2 separate regions of the Sus scrofa genome follow, and region 1 is linked to region 2. A link is a contact called in public Hi-C data. All regions are on one chromosome and are shown on one strand. Each heading gives the region's core, a stretch centred on a gene start, on an enhancer-like site or on the middle of the called end of the contact. The rest is flanking DNA. Distances are from core to core; before and after follow the strand shown.

Evidence for each region. A called contact is a pair of places that touch in the nucleus more often than the background predicts.
Region 1: a contact with region 2 is called in a Hi-C map of omental adipose tissue, with 3 times the contacts expected there. The contact joins two enhancer-like sites. A contact is called at or near these places in 1 of 5 promoter capture datasets (liver), 28 of 47 Hi-C or Micro-C datasets (adipocytes, alveolar macrophages, blood and 17 more) and 2 of 2 datasets of contacts at active chromatin or transcription factors (alveolar macrophages and skeletal muscle).

Annotation. Positions count from the first base shown.
Region 1 is chr7:87,823,645-87,826,995 of Sscrofa11.1, reverse strand. It overlaps LOC106504496 (a long non-coding RNA gene), which reads left to right. Exons shown (of 4, transcript XR_002345980.1): 4 at 128-1,918. Among named protein-coding and RNA genes, the nearest start is that of SV2B, 58 kb to the right of the region's middle. Within about 2 kb of position 2,040, at least 3 of the 83 cell types and tissues checked have an H3K27ac peak or open chromatin away from gene starts, as enhancers often do. A contact at or near this core is called in omental adipose tissue, where this site is marked.
Region 2 is chr7:87,590,442-87,593,823 of Sscrofa11.1, reverse strand. The region is part of intron 9 of SV2B (synaptic vesicle glycoprotein 2B); the gene reads left to right. Among named protein-coding and RNA genes, the nearest start is that of SV2B, 180 kb to the left of the region's middle. Within about 2 kb of position 1,318, at least 3 of the 83 cell types and tissues checked have an H3K27ac peak or open chromatin away from gene starts, as enhancers often do. A contact at or near this core is called in omental adipose tissue, where this site is marked.

The DNA of each region.
Region 1 (3,351 bases), core at 791-3,290, 230 kb before region 2:
TAATCTCCAGATGCCTCACCAAGCCTTGTGTGTTCCCTTTACTGTGCAGGAAACATTTGTTAAAGTCTTTGCTGTTTGTTTAAAAAAGTCCCTTTGTTAAAGTCTTTGCTTTTTGTTTGTTCCATAGAACTTCTCTGCTGTAAGTGAAAAGATGGATTAGGTGATCTTCTCCACATCTTCATGTTATCTGTGCTAAAACAACGTGTCTTGAGCATGTATGGTTGACAACTTGATGGAAAGGGACTGTGACTGACATACACAGGAAGACCTTCTCTACTAAAATCTCATGCCCAAGAATCTTATGATTCCTTGAACAGTACCAATTGCGTTTTATGATTTGTTTATTCATCTACTCAATTAATTTTGATTGTGTATTGTTCTATACCAGGAGCTGTGCTAAGAAATGGGGATACATTGTTGAACAAAAGGGAGACCTTATCCTTAGGGAGCTTATAGTAGTCAGAGGGAAGATACACATTTTTCTAGTATGAGGAAATATGACAAATGCAAGGATGATGGAAGTAAAGAGTGCTATGGGTGTACCCAGGAGGGTTGAATAACCCAGTCTTGTACCATCAGGGAGAGTTTATCAAAGGAAATAACATCTAATCTGAGACCTGAAGAATAAATTCTAGTTAGCAGGATTAAGGAGAATAGCTGGTCAGAGGGGCATGGGTTTTCATTTTAAAATATTCTAGGCAGAGAGAAAAACAACTTGGGCTAAAACCAGCCAGGGATAAAACCTTTTGGGAAACCGAGAGACTGCAGAGGAGCGGGGGAGAGAAAAAGGAGAGGAAAGCAGAGGTCAGATCACAAAAGGCCTTATAAGGAATATTAAGTGCATGGGTCTAATTATGAGGACAATGAGTCATTAAATCTTTTTATGTAGACAGTATATGATAGAACCACATTTGCATTTTGGAAAGATTACCCTGAGGATGAAATTGATGTAAAACTAGGACCAGAGAGGGGTTCTCTTAGGAGGTTATTGCAGTAGTTGGGGCCAGAAAGGATGAGCTGGACTTGAATAGAGACAGTGGGGCTGGAGAGGCAAGACTATGTCTCTAAGATGGTTTGAAGCAGGCAATCCAAACCTGCCATCCTATCACATTCAGGCAGTTGCTGCCGTTATAGTCCAGTCCTGCCAAATGCAAGCTGTCATCTCCTTGTTTGATTTTGGGTAGGCCTGTGAACTCCCTAGGGGCAAGGAGTATTTTGTATTCCTCTGTGTGTCTCTAGTATCTTGGAGATGCTCAGGGATCGAATGTTCTTGAATAAGTGAGTCTCAGCGACATGGTATTTTTGATACAGTGGTTGTCCTCATGACCTTCCAGACCCAACTTTATTAGGAAAGGTCAATGACAATCGTGAAAATCAACATCTAGAGCTACTTCAGCCTGCACATTAAGGTGTGAATACTTTCACTTGGTTCACTGAGAGTATTGAAATACCCAGGCTGGTTTTCCTGACTCAGTTCTCTTCTGCCATCTGCTGGGACAAGTATTTCATAACATACCAAAGAGAAAGAATGAATGAAGCCAGGCCCAAAAGCATTATGGGGGAAGCAGAGGTCAATACCTGGACAAATTTACAATTTGGTTGGAGAAATAAGTGTCCCCAGATTATCTTCCCTCTGCAGCTAATCTTGAGTATTTTCCACATCCCTTTTTATTTTTTTCATGTAAACTATCTTAAATATATGTAATCTCTTTTGGTTTTTGTAACAACCGAATGGTAACAGCCATTGTTATCATTACTAGTTTTGAAACGAGGAAATGGAAGCACAGAGATTTCAAGAAAATGCCAACTCTGAACAATAAATAACTGGCTGAGTCAAGACTGAAGCCTCCTTTATTCCTAGTTCCACTTTTGTCACAAAACATCCTGATGAAAGTAAGAGTTTGAGGGAGGCTGAGATGCAGCATGGACAGGGTGGGCCTGGCACAGAGGCTCAGAAGGCTGGCAGCTCCTCAAAACTTTGCCCTTAAAATTCTGAGTGTTGGTGTAAAGACTGGGGGCTAGAGAGCAGTGGGAACAACTCTTCTACATTACATGTATGTCCCCCAGGAAAAAGTCAAGGGGCTTCACTGTTTGGGGAAAAATTGTAAGGCTATGAAGATTTTTAGAGCTTGAACCAAGATGGTACCTAAAACCTTTGGCGGATGTTGTCAAAACCGATTACATGTAATGCTGCTGTTTTGGTTAACATAAGACAAAGACACAGATATAGAGAACAAACTAATGGTTACTGGTGGTGAGAGGGGAGGGGGAAAGGGAAATTCAGGGGTAAGAAAGTAAGAGGTAAAAACTATTGGGTATAAAATAAGCTATAAGAATGTATTGTACAATACATGAAATATGGCAAATATTTACAACAACTATATAAAGAGTATAAACTTTAAAAAGTATGAATCTGGAGTTTCCGTCGTGGCTTAGTGGTTAATGAACCTGACTAGTATCCACGAGGGCATGCGTTTGATCCTTGGCCTTGATTAGTGGGTTAAGGATCTGGTGTTGCTGTGAGCTGTGGTGTAGTTCACAGACGTGGCTTGGATCCCAAGTTGCTGCGGCTGTGGCATAGGCTGGCAGCTACAGCTCCCATTGGATCCCTAGCCTGGGAACCTCCATATGCTATGGGTGTGGCCCTAAAAACACAAAAAGACAAAGAAAAATACAAATAAAAATTATGAATCACTACATAGTACACCTGTAACATAACATTGTACAGCAACTATACTTCAGTAAAAAATACCATCCTTTTCTCATCTAAATTGAAGTTATTTTTATATAAAATATGCTTATATAAATACACTAATATGTTCTTGGGGTTAAAAAACCCAAACATTCAGGGAAAGCTAAAATTCTCCTTTACTTTCCCCAAAGATATGACATCAGTGGTAAGCTTCCAGATCATTGTCTATGTGTTTACACAAACATATGTGTTCCCATGGGAACATGGAACATCATTTGGTGTTTTTATTCCCATATGAATGATAGTTAGCTGCACTATACTGCCCTGCCTCTCCAACTGAGGGGCCCACAGTCTCTTGACTCACTGGATGTGCAGTGTGCTTTCCATTAGGTCCCTCCTGAGACCCCACTTTATTACCTTGTGACGGTCATCCTCTACCCAGCCCTGGTCCTCTCAAGCTATGCCTTCAGGCTAGGAGCTATCTGTAGCTATACTCAGCTTCATAATAGCTTTTCTTCTTTTTTTAAAATTGGGGTAAAATATATACAGGACAAATTCATTATTATTATTTTTTTGTCTTTTGTTGTTTTAGGGCCACACCCACAGCATATGGAGGTTCTTAGGCTAGGGGTTGAATCAGAGCTGTAGCTGCCAGCCTA
Region 2 (3,382 bases), core at 69-2,568:
AGGAGGGCAGGGCAAAAATTTCCCTGGGCCGCATGATGCACTAAGCTGAACACATTCAGCCCTGCTGTTTCCCTTCTGGAATTATACTTAGCAGGTTCACTGGGACAGGTAACTCCATAGTCCAGGTGGTGCAGTGTCAGTGATATAAACTGCCCCCTAGTTAACACCTCTGTGCAAGAATTATCACCAGGAATTCTCTCCTCCAGTGTGGGTTTTACCTCCCCAGGCTGTACCCACCTACATGGCTGAGGGAAGTGGCCCTGCCTGTGATTGTCAGCTGCAGTAGGAGAGGACCAAGGGGAAGTCCAAGGAGGGGCTTTGGGCAGTCTAGTCCATATGGCTCTTATGGGCTGGACCTTAGCAAATGTTCACTGTTATTTAGGATGAGAAAGAAAGTGTGATATAAAAAGGAGAATATTATTTCTACGAAACTCATATTTGGGGGAGGAAAGTTAGGACCAAGTATCAGTGAATGGAATTTAGATTTTCAGGTGATTTTTTTAAAAGGCTGAGGCTTGGTCACAAACATCTACACACTCAAGTGCCCATGCAGGCACGCGCCCTTGGTGGAGACACTTCAGTCACTGGAATCTGCAGAGAGTGGCCACTTCCAGGAATAGCAGCTCCAAGGCTAGTGGTTGGCAGTGGATGGCAACTCCCTCCAGGATTTCTCACTGTTAAGGCTCTTTCATATAAGCCAAGAGGTCTTGTGTTGGCAATGCCAAGGAAGAAATGCTTTGCCATTATTAGAACATTTTAGAAATGTTGGAAACAAGCACATTATGGATGGCTTGATGTCACCCAGGATTTTTCCCTGCAGAAACAATTCACTAGAAGAGATCTCATCCATGGAGTTCCCAATGTTCAGTGATCCTCTATTGTGATATTAGTGATAATAATGACGGTAATGGCAGTGGTAATAGGCTGATAATAACATTACCAAACACTTCTGTGTGCTGGATGCTGCCTCAAGTGCCTTTCCTAGATTATCTCCTTTAAAAACTCCAGGAGGCAAGAAATGTGCTTTCTCTTTTACAGGTGGGGAAAAGAGCTTAGAGAGGTTGGGTAGCTCGCTCAAATCACACAACTAACATAAAGAGAAATGTCTCTCGCCCAGTTCATGCATTTGGACTTCAATCCCATACCCTTAACAACTACAAATATTATCTAATTGGGAAATATTCCATTCCCACAGAGGCTCTGTTTTACATGGTGTTTTCTGTATTAGAAAGTTAATTGCCATGTGAAAACCCTTACGATTTTGAACAGTAGGTTTTGGAGTTCCAAGACTTAGCTGTGCAGAAAATGGGAACTTGTGGTCCACTCTGCCCTTTTAAAAGGACCAGGACTCCTGAAGCTTTCAGCAGGCTGCTGGGTGGGAGTGAGGAGAAGCAAGACTTGATGAGGGTGGTGGTCTCGTCTGGACCCAGAACCCCATGGGATATAGTTACTGACAAGGGTCTGGGAATGCATAGGCAGGCCAAGGTTGGTTTGGGAGTGGATGTAAATATTCTGCACATAAATATTCAGAGGTTCTATCACTTTTCTGTATTTCGAATGCATGGGAAAGTTTCTGGGTGATTATTAAAGTATAAATTCTTTCAAAAGTTGCAGTGAGTTAATTTTAACTTACCATATATATGTTTTTTAACCAACAGATTCTAAAGTACACCCACTGTCATTTGAAGCCCATAATTTTTAACCCCAGCAATGTGAATAAAAAGTTTTTCATAAGCTTAGGAGCATTTGAAACTAAGACTTGGTTTCTTCTCTTGAGTTATGCTGCCATCTGCTGGTCATAAACCAGAAAACACCTCTTCCTTGGAAACCTTGAGCCTCTTTGGAGAACGTGATTGATGTTGTTTAGCTCGGGTGGGACATTTTCCCATTTGTACCAGGATTCCCTCTTCGACTTTGTCCACACTTTGTTGACTAAAAATTTAGATAAAATTATTTACTTTATTGACTGTCACACATGGGGGAAGCTTACTTTTGGCAAGGAGAGCAGAGAGAAAGCAAGCAAACACACATTTAGGAAAGAGAAGGTTGATTTCATGCATCACAATGAAATGCTACCCACTTGGTTAAAAGCTCCTTTTAGCGGGGTATGAATAAGAATTTTCTGCTTGGCATATACACATTACTGTATATGAAATTGATAAGTAACAAGGGCCTACTGTATAGCACAGGGAAATCTATTCAATACTCTGTGATAGCCTATATGGGAAAGAATTTGAAAAAGAAGGTATGTATGTAAGATGTACTGTATGCTATGTACTATATACTATATAAGATTACTATAAGATTAATATATATTATACATACATACATTCTTTTCATACATACATAATATATATGCACGTATAACTGATTCACTTTGCTGTATACCTGAAACTAACACAACATTGTAAGTCAACTATACTCCAATAAAATTTATTAAAATTTTTTTTTTCTTCAGCTGCGGTGGGCATGTTTCAGGGCAGTAAATCTCTGTGCAGCTGCCAATGGTGGGAAATGTGTTAACTGTATCTTCTGGCTTTAGGTCTGAGGAAGTAGCCAAGGCTTGAGGGACTTAGGTTCCAAGCCTTGAAGGGTTATTAGCTAGCTGAGCCATCTCTGATCTAAGCCTCTAGTTGTATATCTTCTACTAGTCGTAATATTGATATATACTGTCCATCAGGCTTCAGAGTTAGTACAATATATAGGTACAATTTTTATAATTTGATCTACATCCTGCATAGTTCTTATAGACCTTCTTCCTGAATATCTTACAATTAATTGCCTATTGAAAATAGGACTGCTGTTTCTCATCGAGCATTTACCCAAGTTATTGCAAAGGCTTCAAAGTTAATACAATATGAAGGTACAATTTTTATAATTTGATCTACATCCTGCATAGTTCTTACAGAGCTTCTTCCTGAATATTTTACAATGAATTGGCTACTGAAAATAGAATTGCTGTTTCTCCACCGAGCATTTACCTAGGTTATTGCAAATCAGTAGAAACCCTGTTGAGTTTTGGATGTTTGTTTTGTCTCTGAGATCTTTTATTAGTTCTAAGAGTTTTCCCTTGTTATTATTACACAATCCCATCATCTGCTGATAACAAATGTTTTGTCTCCTTTCTTTTTTTTAGTCCATCGTGAAATATATTAAATAAGTAGAGAATAGAGACTAACACAGATAACCCTATTCAGAGCACCTACCTTTGTAAAATCATAAACTAGGCAATATTGACTTCAGATTTTAATATAGATCAAAAATTGCTCACTCTGCTGCCATTCTGAATGTACCACAGTGATCACTTTGGAGTCTTACATTCATCTGTGTTTTTGTACTTTTCACATGCATTTATATACCTATAAACATTGTACAACATTCT